Linked DNA regions of Bos taurus: region 2 is linked to region 1. Evidence: chromatin contacts called from public Hi-C data. All regions are on one chromosome and are shown on one strand. The core of a region is the stretch at or near the end of the contact, and the rest is flanking DNA. Distances in the headings are between cores, read along the strand shown.

Evidence for each region. A called contact is a pair of places that touch in the nucleus more often than the background predicts.
Region 2: a contact with region 1 is called in a Hi-C map of skeletal muscle, with 4 times the contacts expected there. The contact joins the enhancer-like site here to the promoter of XPO4 in region 1. A contact is called at or near these places in 3 of 11 Hi-C or Micro-C datasets (liver, skeletal muscle and skin fibroblasts).

Annotation. Positions count from the first base shown.
Region 1 is chr12:35,698,178-35,705,629 of ARS-UCD2.0, forward strand. It overlaps XPO4 (exportin 4), which reads left to right and starts at 2,725. Exons shown (of 23, transcript NM_001098889.2): 1 at 2,725-2,793. The coding sequence starts at 2,725. It overlaps LATS2 (large tumor suppressor kinase 2), which reads left to right. Exons shown (of 10, transcript XR_003037539.2): 10 at 2,100-2,173. It also overlaps the pseudogene LOC100336753.
Region 2 is chr12:35,826,082-35,833,533 of ARS-UCD2.0, forward strand. The region is part of intron 2 of IL17D (interleukin 17D); the gene reads right to left. It overlaps LOC132346770 (a long non-coding RNA gene), which reads right to left. Exons shown (of 3, transcript XR_009496720.1): 3 at 3,589-7,452. Among named protein-coding and RNA genes, the nearest start is that of IL17D, 19 kb to the right of the region's middle. Within about 2 kb of position 3,275, at least 30 of the 102 cell types and tissues checked have an H3K27ac peak or open chromatin away from gene starts, as enhancers often do. A contact at or near this core is called in liver and skeletal muscle, where this site is marked.

The sequences.
Region 1 (7,452 bases), core at 1,475-3,974:
TAAAATTTCTTTTTTAAACAAGTATTTATTTGGCTGCATTGGGTCTTAGCTGCAGCACGTGGGACGCAGGCTCTCTGTTGTGGCATGCAGGCTGTGTTTGAGGCTTGCTGGGTTAAAGGCTTAATTGCTATGAGGCACATGGGGTCTTTGTTCTTCGGGGATGGAACCTGAGTCCCCTGCAGTGGAAGGTGGGTTCTTAACCATGGGACCACCAGGGAATTCCCTGAAACTGTTTTCTTAATTTCCTTTCCTGATGGCTCATTGTTAGTATATAAAAATGCAACTGACATTTTAAAATTGATTTTATATTTTGTAACTTTGCTGAATTCATTGATTAGTTCTAACAGATTTTTGTGGACTCTTTAGGATTTTCTATATATAAGGTCACATCATCTGTGTAGAGATAATTCTTCTTCCTTTTTGATTTGGATGCCTTTTATTTATCTTATCTAATTGCTTTGGCTAGGACATCCATTAGTATGTTGAATAGAAGTAATAAGAGGGAACATATAGTTGGATCCTGTGTTTTTAATCCATTTAGCTAATCTGTGTCTTGACTGGGGAGTTGAATCAATTCAGAGTAGTTACTGATAGGACTATTGTTCAGTTGCTCAGTCATGTCCGACTCTTTGTGACCCCATGGACTGCAGCATGCCAGGCCACCCTGTCCCTCACTATCTCCTGGAGTTTGCCCAAGTTCATGTCCATTGACTTGGTAATGCCATCCATCCATGGCTATAGGACTATAGCCATCTGAAAATAGTTTTGACCAAGATCCTCTGATAGGATCTTAGGGAACTCCTTTGTGTTCTGGGACTTAGTAAGTGTCCCTAGCCTACACTCTGAGAACTGTGGCTCTAAAGTATTTCAATCAGCATGTTTGTGTTGACAAGATGTTTATGGCTTCACACACACACACACACACAGACCAAAAAACCACCCCAAATCTCCCAAACTAAACCTGTTTCCAAGGAAAAGTATATAATATATTCAACTAATCACTTTTGGAGCCCAGGACATCACAGGTGTTAAAGGCATACCCAATGCCAAAGAAAGCTCAAACTACTGCACAATTGCACTCATCTCACATGCTAGTAAAGTAATGCTCAAGATTCTCCAAGCCAGGCTTCACCATTATGTGAACCGTGAACTTCCTGATGTTCAAGCTGGTTTTAGAAAAGGCAGAGGAACCAGAGATACCTTTTCTTCTTCGTTCTCAAAGAGCATCTCGATGCAAAGTTCTTGTGTAGCTGCACAAAACAAATGCTCTGGAACACAGGGCACAATCTGAAGCATTATATGCCTCAAACATTTAATGTCATAAAATACTCATTTGTCTACACTTTTGAAGATGTATCTTTGATCTGCAGTAATAACTCTTTGTAGCAGGACGCTACAAAGGAGACGCTTTGTAATCTTGCAGATTGCTATACAGATCTTCCTTGGCTTATGACGGAGTTAAGTCCCAATAAACCCATCATAAGTTGAAAACATCATAAGCTGAAAATGCATTTAATACATCCAACCTACCAAACCTCACAGCTTAGCCTCACCTACATTAAAGGTGGTCAGAACACTTATATTAGCCTCCAGCTGGGCAAAATAATCTAATAGCGAGTCTGTTTTATAATAAAGTGTTGACTGTCTCATTTAATTTAGTGAACACGGTACTGAAAGTGAAAAACAGTGTTTCTAAGATATCAGTTGTTCACCTTACTGATTGTGCACCACGTGAGTATCTGACCGCACATGCTGCCCAGGAAGAGATAAAAATTTGAAGTACAGTTTCTAATGAATATGTATCGCTTCACACCATGGAGCAGTCGTAAAATCATTAAGTCCAGACATTTGTACTTAGTGAAATATTTATTGAATGCCTTCTACATGTGAGGCACTATGTGAACCAATTTCACACAATTTTTTTAAAAAGCCATTAACTGCACTCACTTTACCCTTTTGTAACGAAATAAGAGGTACTTCCTTTGTTTCTTAAGCATAAAAACCTTGTTAATTCACTCACTTCCTCAACTTCATGTTGTAGAGATGCCAAATATAATAACTCGTTTCTCAAAGAAGCTAACAATGCAATTCTATTGCAGGGACATAAAAAAGGGAAAACCCGCAACTATGGCTTATTTACAACTGGAAGAAGAAATGAAGTTGTCAACAGAGGGAACTTACACTGAAACGAAAGTGACTTTCTGTGTACCCCAAGAAGCAGACCGGCACCAAGAGGTGGAAGCTAGTAGCAGGTATGCAGGTGTCGCTCAGAACAGAGCCTGGTCTCAGCAGTGAGGGCCGGCGCGAGCGCGGACAGGGCGCTCTCAGGCCCGGGTGGGGAAGCTGGACTCCGAGCCCCTCTGCCGGACCTGCCCGCCGGCTCCGCCAGGAAGTCGGCCCCGCACGGGGGCACGCGAGCGCGGAGCACGCGATCTCGCGGGACGCAAGCCGCCCTGCCCGAGAGGGACGCGTCCGCAGAGGACACGGCAGGGCCGGAGGCGCCCCCGGCCCGGCGGCGAGCGAGCGAGCAAGCGGGCGGACGAACCCCGAGGGAGCGCCCGCAGCCCTTGCCCGCCGGCCCGCAGCCCTGACCCCGCGACCCCGCGTCGACGTCGGCGGCCGCGACGGCTCGGCGGGAGCGCGCGAGCCCGAGGAATCTCGCGATTGGCCGGTCGGGCGCCCGCTCCCAAAATGCACCGCATGGCGCGTCATTGAAGAGAGACCATGATGGCGGCGGCGCTGGGGCCCCCAGAAGTGATCGCTCAGCTGGAGAACGCGGCCAAAGTTCTGATGGTGAGTGCTCGCGCCCCCGCGCCCCGCGCCCGCGGTCTCTGGCGGCGCTGCCGTGCTCGGCCTTGGCCCCCGCCGGACTGGCCACCGGCTGGGGCCTCCCGGGAGCCCAGAGCTGGAGCAGGCGGCGGTGGCGTGGCGCAGGACTCTCCTCCGCCTGCGCTCCTGTCTCTGCGCCCCTGGCCGGACTGTCCGCTCCCTGGCTGTGCGGCGCCCCAGCCGCTCCACCGAGTGGGGCCGGAGAAATGCTTCGTGAGCCCCGGCCCTCCGCTTGGGGTCGGGGGGAGGCGGGCGCTAGGTCGGGGCTGTGCGCGCCGCTGGGGAGCGGGTGCCGATGGAGGGCTGGCATGGCCCGGGTGCCGTCTGCAGCTGTGGTTCCGCTCGTGCCTTTGGGTCCCCGAGCGCTTTCTCCCACCTGCGACCGCGGCTGGGCAGTCGCAGCCGCCCGCACAAGGAAGGAACGGCGGGAGGGAGGGAGGAATATCCTAGGACCAAGGTCATTGGGACAGAACTTTGTCTGGGACCGAGCTCCGTGCGGGTCGTGCGTTGTGGAGAGTTGGGTGTGCAGCTCTGCTGGACTTTTTCCTGCTGCAGTACAATGAACAGAACAATTTAGTCAGTAGGTTATTACCTACTCGAGAAGGTGAGGCCGAGTCAAAGAGTAAGGCATTCCACTTAGAGTAGAAGCAAGGATAAACCATGTTTAGTTACTCAGTAAACTATTTGCTGGCTCAGTTTTGTTTTTGTAAACCACGACTTCCGTGTTTGTAGATTTCTTTGGAAGTTAGAGACTTGATTCCTTGAATGACAAATAGCCTTCCTAAGAATTGGATGCAGCAATCTTCGGTACCTTTTTGCACCTTTTACCCCCTTTTGGTTCGGTGTTCGGGTTACATCACATTTAAAGACATTTGAACTAATTCTCATATAGTTTTTAGTTCCTTTTATCAAGTTTTGTTTTCACACCCAAGACCAGATAGCTTATGAAATTTAGCTTATGAAGCTGAGAAGTTTAATTAAAGCTGGGTTTACTTGCCGCAATATGAACGAAGTTAGGTGAATCGTTTTTATCACAAAAAGTGACTTAGGGAACGTTTTCAGACTCTTGCAACTTAAGTCCAGGAAAAAACTAGCTATTATTCCCCTTAAATACCATGTTCTTAAAATTTCTGACTTAGAGCGTTTCCTGAGATATCTGGAAATTTTCTATAAGGTAAAGGCCTCGTTTTCATTAGACTTTAGAAGGAGTATGTGACCCCCCCCACCCCAACACTGCTTTAGTTCTCATGGAGATTAATATAAAATAGTTGTCCTTCATTGTTGATCTTAGTACTGGTTAGTATTTGTGCTTGGTAGGACCTTTTCTCTTCCCTGCAAAGCTATTCTTATCACCTGTAAGGGAGTAGGGGAGAAGAGTCTAGTAAATACTAGTAACTGAGTGCATATCACCCTCCAGACACTGTGCTTGATGCTTTACATACTTTGTTAATCCTTGCAACCCCTTTACAAGGTTGAGAGAGAGCTTAAGTAGCCAGGTTACATAATTACTTAGTGGCTGAATTAGGTGTACAATTCCCATCTGTGGTGCTAAAGCTGGGTCTCTTTCTGCTCTGCCTCACCACCTCTCCTGTGTGTTGTATTGGATTCTGTTTACATACTTGAAATCTTTCCAGAGAAGAGTATTGAAAAAAGTGTTATTAAAATAGAAAATTTCTTTTTGGAAAGTTCACTTACTGTTTGATAGTGTGGACGCTTAAGAGAGACTGCATGGTTTCCCAGATGGAAGCTGCAGTCCATCTTAAGAGTGACAATTGACATTTTACCCACTGCTTACTGTGTGTGAGGCACTATGCCAACCACTTCACATGTATTACCTTATTTGATCATCAGTAACTGTGAGGTAGTTACTACTTTCATTTTCATTTTATGGACTAAGGGACTGAAATATGTAGATGTTAAGTAATTTACCTAAATTTTCAAAGAAAGTGGTAGAGAGTGGGAAATCCAACGCAGGTTCATCTGTTACCAACCCGTGGTTTTTAGCCTTTGGGGTAGTGGGAATAGAAAGCAGGTGAAATAATTATTTGGGGTTACCTGGCATGCTGAAGTCCATGGGGTCACAAAGAGTTGGACACAATTGAGCAACTTAACTGAAGATTGTCAAACCTCTTTCAGTTACTTACTGTTCAGTTCAGTCGCGTCTGACTCTGCGACCCATGAACTGCAGCACACCAGGCCTCCCTTGTACAATGCCAACTCTCAGAGCCTACCCAAACTCATGTCCATTGAGTTGGTGATGCCATCCAACCATCTCATCCTCTGTCGTCCCCTTCTCCTGCCCTCAATCTTTCCCAGCATCAGGGTCTTTTCAAATGAGTCAGCTCTTCTTATCAGGTGGCCAGTGTATTGGAGTTTCAGCTTCAGCATCAGTCCTTCCAGTGTTCAGTAGATAAGTCCTGAACACCCAGGACTTACCTCCTTCAGGATGGACTGGTTGGATCTCCTTGCAGTCCAAGGGACTCTCAAGAGTCTTCTCCAACACCACAGTTCAGAAGCATCAATTCTTCGGTGCTCAGCTTTCTTTATAGTCCAACTCTCACATCCATACATGACTACTGGAAAAACCATAGCCTTGACTAGATGGACCTTTGTTGACAAAGTAACGTCTCTGCTTTTTAATATGCTGTCTAGGTTGATCATAACTTTCCTTCCAAGGAGTAAGCGTCTTTTAATTTCATGGCTGCAGTCACCATCTGCAGTAATTTTGGAGCCCAGAAAAATAAAGTCAGCCACTGTTTCCACTGTTTTCCCATCTATTTGCCATGAAGTGATGGGACCGGATGCCATGATCTTAGTTTTCTGAATGTTAAGCTTTAAGCCAACTTTTTCACTCTCCTCTTTCACTTTCATCAAGAGGCTCTTTAGTTCTTCTTCACTTTCTGCCGTAAGGATGGTATCATCTGCATATCTGAGGTTATTGATATTTCTCCCGGCAGTCTTGATTCCAGCTTGTGCTTCTGCCAGCCCAGCGTTTCACATGATGTACTCTGCATAGAAGTTAAATAAGCAGGGTGACAATATACAGCCTTGACATACTCCTTTTCCTATTTGGAACCAGTCTGTTCCATGTCCAGTTCTAACTGTTGCTTCCTGACCTGCATATAGGTTTCTCGAGAGGCAAGTCAGGTGGTCTGGTATTCCCATTTCTTTCAGAATTTTCCACAGTTTATTGTGATTGTCCTTAATGAGTGTGTGCAGTGATAATATAAATTTGTTTTAAAACTGAAATAGATTTTAATGAATCTAAATGCAACTTTAATGAGAGGGGTTCATGAATGGTTTTCATGGTTTTTATTGTGGAATTTGGTTAACATTTTAAAAGCATTGGCTAAAATGTAGTGCTGTAGAACAGTTCTTTCCATTTTATTTGATTCTTTTTTTGGCTGCTGTGGGACTTCGTTGTTGGGTGTGGGCTTACTCCCTAGTTGTAGTGAACTGGCGGTTTCTCCTGTGGAGCATGGGCCCTAGGGCACAAGCTCAGAAGTTGTGGAGCACGGTCTTAGTTGCTCCACAGCATGTGGTATCCTCTGGGATCAGGGGTTGAACCTGTGTCTCCTGCATTGCCAGGCAGATTCTCAACTCTGGACCACCAGGGAAGTCCACCATTTTATTTGATTCTGTGTGTGTGTGTGTGTGTGTGTGTGTGTGTATGTGTGTGTATGTGTGTGTGTACGCGCTTTATTTGTTAAAATACCATTAGATTAATTCTCAGAACAAGAGCAAAGATCATCCCTTGCAGAAACTTAGGAACTATGTATAGCATTTTACAGAACAGAAGACAACACTTTAGCTGAAGCCTGCCTGTTTCCTGAGTGGACTCAGCAAAGAAAAGGAAGTCAGGCAGGGAAGGGAAGGGAAGGTGCCATCTGAATCAAACTTCAGCCGCCATCAGGGCAAGTCTTGTGATGGTCACAGATTGGAGACTGTTTTTGAAGGGGTCTAGTACAGCACAGGGGTTCCATGTGTCTTCACAGGCTAGACCCCAGGCTGAGGTGCCATTAGGTCAGTGTCACTCAGATTTCTGGCCAGCCAAACTCCAGCAGCAAAGAGTCCCAAATTGAGAATCAGGTTCCTCCGGAAGTCATTCCTGTCGGTGGCGAAGCGGTAGACACCCGGAAGCCAGTCCCCCACGTTGTCTGGAATTTTGGGAGCTTCATTTGCTGAGCCCGCAGCGGTCACCCCGGCCCCACTGGAAGCCATAGCAGCACCTCTGCGCTCCGTAGGAACACTTCATTTTATTTGATTCTTAAATCAGCCCTGTGAAGTGGATGGGAGAAGAGTTATTCTTAAACTTTGTAAATGAGAAAATCCGAGGTTCAGAGATGGTAACTGGTGTGCCCATGGTCACACAGATGATTTGGCTCTGGAATTCAGTCTCTGGCCATTCACTCATTCTACACAGTGTCTTCAGTACACGTGTGCTAGGCATGATGTTGTACATGGTGAGAAAACAGGAGAATAGAGACCTTAAAAAAAAAATATTTATTTGGCTTCACCATGTCTTAGTTGTAGACTGTGGGATCTAGTTCTCCCACCAGGATTGAACCCTCAGCCCCTGCAGTGGAAATGCTGTCTTAACCACTAAACTGCCAGGGAAGTCCC
Region 2 (7,452 bases), core at 2,025-4,524, 130 kb after region 1:
TGGATGCAGCGACGGGTCAGAAGCCTCATCCGACTAAAAATATCCACCCCTCTCCCACCAGTCGGCCTTGGGGACGCGCTGGCCAAGGCGCTTGGACAAGACCCCCGCCCATCATGTAGCATCTGGGTTCATGGCCAGGGTTTCTCTCAAAACACAGAGATGCTGCCAAGGGAGGGGCACCACGCATCCATGCCATGGCACCCAGCACCAGGGGGCCTGTGGGGACCACAGCGGGGAGAGGGGAGGGACCCAGATGCCTCGGGACACAGAACAGATGCACATTCAAGCGGATCCCCCGCAACCTCCTGCCTTAAGATCCCAGAAAGACTCTTGACTGGAGCACTTTGTGAAGAACACTGCCATCAAGAGCCACCAGAGGGGTTGTCCCTGTCACCAACAAGGACATACCACAGAGCTGCTCTGCGTGCGCGCCCGCCTAGGGGAACGGGAACCGGGCCAGGTCTCCTCTGCTGGGACCCACATGTGAAGCTTGGCCGGAGGCAGCGACAGCTGGCCGGCTTAATCCAGGAACAAAGGACGTGAGGAGGGGATGGAAACCGAGCCCAGAGGAATGTGGGTGACGGCAGGGCCAGGAAAAGCCGCCGGGCCCCAGACCATAGGAAACAATTTGAAGCAGCTCATGAGGACGGTGAGCAGGTCGAGGACAGAGCTGCCGAGTCAGTGCACAAACCCACCCTCCCTCTTTGCAAAACACAAACTAGTCCACAAACAACAGAGGCTGTGGGGTCGTCTCTTTCACAGCAGTCAGTCTCAAGACCCCAGACCCCAAAGCCGGGAAGAAGTGGGGAAAGGCCCTCCGCCACAAGCACTGGAGGAAGTGGCCTCAACAGCCCAGGGTCCCCAGATCCCAAGGTCAACAGACTTTCTTAAAGGGGTGGCCTGGAATGAGGGTCCTGAACCTACAATTTCATTCTGACCTGGATACCAACCAGCAAAAGGGGCACGTCACTCCCACTGGTTCTCGGCAAAGTGGAGGTCCCCCAGCTTCCTGAAGGCAGGACTGATAAAGTTACATTTTTACCAATGTTTTCTGCTTAAAAAAGATGCCTGTAATCCCGAGGTTCCAAGGTATCAGAGACTCTGCCCAAAGTAATCTGTCAAGTCGTGCAGTTCTTGTCAATCTCTTTTAAAACTTGGCAAGCTGACCCTAAAATTCACACAGACAGAAAAGGGCCCAGAATAGCCTAGACCGTGATGGGGAAGGACAGGGGGACCTCCCACCAGCCATCAAGGTAACAGCTAGTAACAGCAGTGGCCCTTGGGGAAGTTTAGGGGGCATGTTCCCTTCCCAAGAGCCGGAACGTCTCCTGCATGGGTGCAACTGGGGCAGAAACCAGGCTTCCAAACTGGTTTCCAGAAGCACATGGTGACGTGGGGCCTGTGACAGCCCTGACTTCTCACCCTTCAGGCCACACCCAGGAGCTCAGCCCTCTAGCCACCAGGAGGCCCAGGACAGAAGCCCCCCAGCTGGGCTGTAGCCCCAGGCACCTCGGAGGTGGGGAGCGTTTTCCGATACACTTCCATCTCAGGATGCCCCCCACCACCCGCTGGGACACCCCAGCCGAGGAGTCTAACTAGAGCTCAAGGCCACTGCTAACCCAGCATGGACAGAGTGGCGCTGAGACTGCCAGACATAGCCAGGCAGTTGAGCCCTCCCCAGGGCTTGGAGCTCAGCCCAGGGCCAGGCCTGAAAGCCCCCTAGACAATCCTGCCCAGCCAAGCGGAGGGCACCAGGCCCAGGTCTGAGGCCACGAAGCACCAAGATGGGGTCTGTGGTTCTCTGTGGAAAAGGCCCCACAGCTGGGGGGAGGGAAGGGGACGAGGGGACAAAAGACCTCAGCACCGGCACTTAGGCCAAGCCAGACAGGCCTTCGACATGGCCCTGCCTGACAGGAACCTGGGTGGTGCATCCCAGGGGAGGGCCGTGGGGAGGGCAGCAGGCCTGACCCACTCAGACCCCGAGGCCACCCCTTGGGAGCACCTGGCCCCATGCCGGTGAGGACAGCCAGGGTCAATCACCCCAGGCCGAGGCCACCATGCTGCCATCCTGAAGCTGAGCCAGACCCATGGGGTTCTCTGCCCGCCAGGCTGGTCCCCATTCCCATCCCTGCAGGGGGACCGGAGGCTCCCCGGGGCTCAGCCCCACCACCGGGGGTCTTGGAAAGGGTGAACCCACTGAGGCCACAGCAGACGCGCCCACCTGGAGGTCAGGGAAGAGCCCGGAGACACTGGAGGACCAAGAGCTGCCCAGGGACAGAGAAGGGGCCAGGTAAGCCAGAAGTCCCTGGCCGTCTCCTCCCTCGGGGCAGATGCCACGCATTCTGGGCAGCCAGCAGGTCTCTTCAAAGGAAAACAGAACTCTTGCCACAGAGGCTCCAGGGAAGCAGCAGAATCTGGGGTCGGAGCCATGTTCTCGCGCTGTCCCTGGGGTGAGCGGGCAGGACACCCCCTCGTGAGGAGCTTCTGGAAGGTTACCGTCTCCCTGACCTCGTCAGCTGGGGGCAGCGCACGCACCGCCCTCCTCCAAGCCTCACCAGGCGGCTCTGGAAGATGGATGCCAAGAGTTTGTCCACCCTCTGCCTGCACGGCCCCATGTTGGCCTGAAGAGCACAGACACTGTATCCGGACATCAGGATCTGAGAAGTGACTACGTCATGGAACAGTCATGCACCCAAGGAAACCACGTAGAGCAAAACCCAGCAGTCGGAGAAGACAACCTTTAAGGCACAACACTCTCACCCTGTGACAAGGCTCCCAATGGCACTTGTATTTTTACTCTCAAACAGTGGTGGCTGGAGCCAAGCCTGCTGTGCTCTGAGAAGCTTGGAGAAAAAGAAAAACGATACAGGATCTTGACTTATTAAAGTCATTTATCCGTAAAAATATGCCAGGGAGTCACGCCAACATTTAACAAGCAGGTTTCAACAATGAGCTTGTCCTTTCTCTACCTCGGAGTCTGAGGATGCCCGCCCCCACCCCTATGTGTCACATGCTGTGGCTGGAGGCCACCCGCCTGGCCCTCTTCTCCCTCCCTCCCTGCCCTTCGTAACAGAAAGGACTCAGCGCCCGGGACGATGTGTAGACAAGACACAGACCCCGGTGAGGGCTGAAAGCTTCCTTTCTAAGTCATTAGGACAGTGAAACAGCCCCAGGCGGCAGTGAACTTGCAAAGGAGACAGAGACATGGCTCCCCAGGTTCAAAGACGCAAGGGCTGAGGGCGGGTGGGCCGGTGCTGCCCCCTAGCGGCCACCCCTGGGAGCCCCACTCCTGCCCATGGGCACCGTGCCCTAGGTGCCTGAACACGGGTCTGACCCTGCACTAGGGGAGGGAGGTCTTAGAGACAAAGCTAAGCAGGGAGACTAAGAAAGGGGAGGGCTGTCCCCAGCGTCAGGCTCTCTACCTCTCTACTCCACTTAATATTCTTTTACCGGGACTTCCCTGGTGATCCAGTGGCTAAGACTCCATGCTCCCAGTGCAGGGGACCTGGGTTCAATTCCTGGTCGAACTAGACTCCACACGCCACTACTAAGACCCCGCACAGCCAAATAAATACGAAAAAAAAAATATTATTTACAATTTTACAGTTCTTTTACAGTGAAGAAAAAATGATGTCCAGGGCATAGCCCTGGGCAGTGGATTCCACGAGGGGGCACTGCGAGGAGGGCGGCTGACGTGGGGTCGGGGGTGGGGGTTGGGGGAGAGAGCACCTGTTTCAACCTCCTGAAACCAACATCAACAAACACCCACTGAGGGGCTCGTGGGAATGAGGATGACCCCTGTGGGCACCCTGCTGGCCTGGCTGGGACAGGGGTGACCCCCTCCAAAAGCTTTTGGTGTTCCACCCCTGCTCCCCAGTTACCTGCACAGAGTTTGGGGTGCAGAGAGCAGAGCCAACTGAGTTCTCGTGGGAAAATTCCACTTTGCCACCGCCCCCTAACCCCGGGACGCCCGTGCAGGTCCCCCAGGCAGGCTCATCCCCCCGGCCCCACAGATGGCGGCCCCCACCCCGCCTGTCAGGTCCTCGGCCTCCCCTGCTGGTCCGCCCCCCTCCCTGTTCTGCTGCTTTCTCCCTCCGTTTATTCCCGAGCTGCTGCTTGATCCATGCGCTTGTCTACTACAGAATAAATGTAGGTGTGGTGACTTAAAGATCCAGGAGGAATCAACAAAGAAAAGTAGCAAAGCCTAAAAATATAAACCCCAAAGGAAAGTTATCTTTAGACTATACCCAAAATTGAGGAATATAAACAAGTAAAAATTACACAGCGTGTTGGAGGGTATTTATCTTTGGGGAGTCAATACAGCAGTGTGTATCTTTAAACCCTAATAAACCTGTGTTCTTATAATAGGTTCCTTAATATGTCAGTGTAGCTTAAAAATATCTATTGAGCAACCACACTGATTTTATTTTTGTCATATTTGTTTCTAAGCTTAAGAGAAATAAACAGGATGCCACAAAGTAAATGAGAAAATATTTTTCTATTCTGGAGGCTGAATGTTGCTTTTCTAAGAGCCCATGGGTGGGAGCACAGCAGGGGAACAGTGGCCTCTGCACCTGCATCCTGGCTGGGCCCCCGCCCCGTACACCCAGGCTCTGGGTCCCAGGGCTCTGACCTCCGTGCAGCCTGTGAGAGCGCACGGTTCCCGCCAAGCCAAGGCTCTTGGGAAATGGGCGGCTGTCATGACCCACTGAAGCTCCGTTTCTCCAGTGTCTGCTCTTTCCTCATGACTGGTAAATTTCCCTTTCTGCTTTCCACTGTAAAATTCAGATGCTTTGCCCAACCCCTTTTTTTGGAGCTTGGCCATGATGGTGGAGCAGGAAGACCACGAACTCATGTCCTCTCACAGGCACACCAAAATGACAAACATTTACACCAAAATGACAAACATTTACAGAGCAGCTACTGATAACACAGACCAGAACCTACCAGGAAAGATGCTCTATGACTGAAGGTAATGACACTCAGGCTATACACAGAAGCAAGATACTATACATAGAAAATCCTAAAGACACTACCAGAAAACTACTAGACTCCGTGAATTTGGTCAAGTGTCAGGATACAGGGCTTCCCAGGTGATTCAATGGTAATAAATTGGCCTGCCAATGGAAGAGATGCAGGTTCACTCCCTGGGTTGGGAATATCCCACATGCCTCAGGGCCACAACTCCTGAGTCTGTGCTCTAGAGCCCGGGAACCACAACTACTGAGCCCATGCACCCCAGAGCCTTCACTCCGCAACAAGAGAAGCCACCGCAATGAGAAGCCCACACACCACAACTGCAGAGTAGCCCCATCGTCACAACTAGAGAAAAAGCCTGGGCAGCAATGAAGACCCAGCACAACCAATATTTTACAAAATAATAACTAAACAAAAAATTTTTAGACTTTCAGGATACAAAATATACATTCCTATACTCTAGATGGGGAAACAATGGAAACAGTGACAGACTATTTTGGGGGGCTCCAAAATCACTGCAGATGGTGACTGCAGCCATGAAATTAAGACACTTGCTCCTTGGAAGAAAAGCTATGACAAATCTAGACAGCATATTAACAAACAGACATGCTTTGCCAACAAAGCTCCATCTAGTCAGAGCTATGGTTTTTCCAATAGTCATGTATGGATGTGAAATAGTTGGACTATAAAGAAAGCTGAGTGCCAAAGAATTGATGCTTTTGAACTGTGGTGTTGGAGAAGACTCTTGAGAGTCCCTTGGACTGCAAGGAGATCAAACCAGTCAATCCTAAAGGAAATCAGTCCTGAATATTCATTGGAAGGACTGATGCTAAAGCTCCAATACTATGGTCATATGATGCAAAGAACTGACTCATTAGAAAAGACCCTGATGCTGGGAAAGATTGAAGGCAGGAGAAGGGGACAACAGAGAAGGAGATGGTTGGATGGCATCACCAACTCAATGTACATGAGTTTGAGCAAGCTCCAGGAGTTGGTGATGGACAGGGAAGCCTGGCAAGCTGCAGTCCAGGGGGTCGCTAAGAGTCAGACATGACTGAGCAACTGAACTGACTGATATTCTAACTAAACAAAATATTAGAAAGAGAAATTCAAGAAACAATCCCATTTACCATCTCATCAAAAAAGAATAAAATACCTAGGAGTAAATCTACCTAAGGAGGCAAAAAACCTGTACTCTGAAAACTATAAGATGCTGATGAAGGAAATAAAAGATGATACAAACAGATGGAAAGACAGAACATGTTCTTGGATTGGAAGAGTATTTTTTAGATAACTGTACTACCTACCCAAGGCAATATAGAGATTCAATACAATCCCTATCAAATTACCCAATGGCATTTTTCATAGAACTGGAACAAGAAATTTTTAAAATTCACATGGAAATACAAAAGATCTTACTCTTGAGAAAGAAAAACAAAGCTGTAATAATCACACTCCCTGACTTCAGACTATACTACAAAGCTACTGTAATCAAAACAGAATGGTATTGGCACAAAAACAGACATATAGCTCAATGGAACAGGGCAGAGAACCCAGAAATAGACCCACACACCTATGATCAACTCATCTACAACAAAGGAGGCAAGAATACACAATGGTGAAACGACAGTCTGTTCAATAAGCACTGCTGGGAAAGCATGTAAAAGAATTAAATTAGAACATTCTCTAATTCCATACACAAAGATATGGATTATTAAACACCTAAATGTAAGGCCAGATACTACAAAACTTGTAGAGGAAAACACAGGAAAAACACTCTTTGACATAAATCATAGCGGTATCTTTTTGTTTTTGTTTTGTTTTTGTAGTATCTTTTTGAATCCACCTTCTAGAGTAATGAAAATAATAACAAAAATAAACAAAAGGGACCTAGTTAAATTTAAAAGCTTATGCACAGCAAAGGAAGCAATAAACAACCCACAGAATGGGGGAAGATATTTCCAAACAATGCAACAAACAAGGGATTAATCTCCAAAATATACAAACAGCTCAGGTAGCTCCCCTTCATGGATCACAGCCTTGCCGTGATGAAGGGGCTTGCGTAACTAAATGAAGCTTTGAGCCACGCCATGCAGGGCCACCCAAGATGGATGGGTCATGGTGGAGAGTTCTGACAAAACATGGTTCACTGGAGAAGGGAATGGCAAACCACTCCAGTATACTAGCCATGAGAACACCATGAACTGTGTAAAAAGGCAAAAAGGTATGACACCAAAAGATGGTCAGAAGGTGTCCAATGTACTACTGGGGAAGAGGGGAGGACAACCACTAATAACTTCAGAAAGAATGAAGCAGCTGGGCCAAAGCAGAAGTGACGCTCAGTTCTGGATGTGTCTGGTGGTGAAAGTAAAATTCGATACTGTAAAGAACAGTATTGCATAGGAACCTGGAATGTTAGGTCTATGAATCAAGGTAAACTGGACGTGGTCAAGCAGGAGATGGCAAGAGTAAACA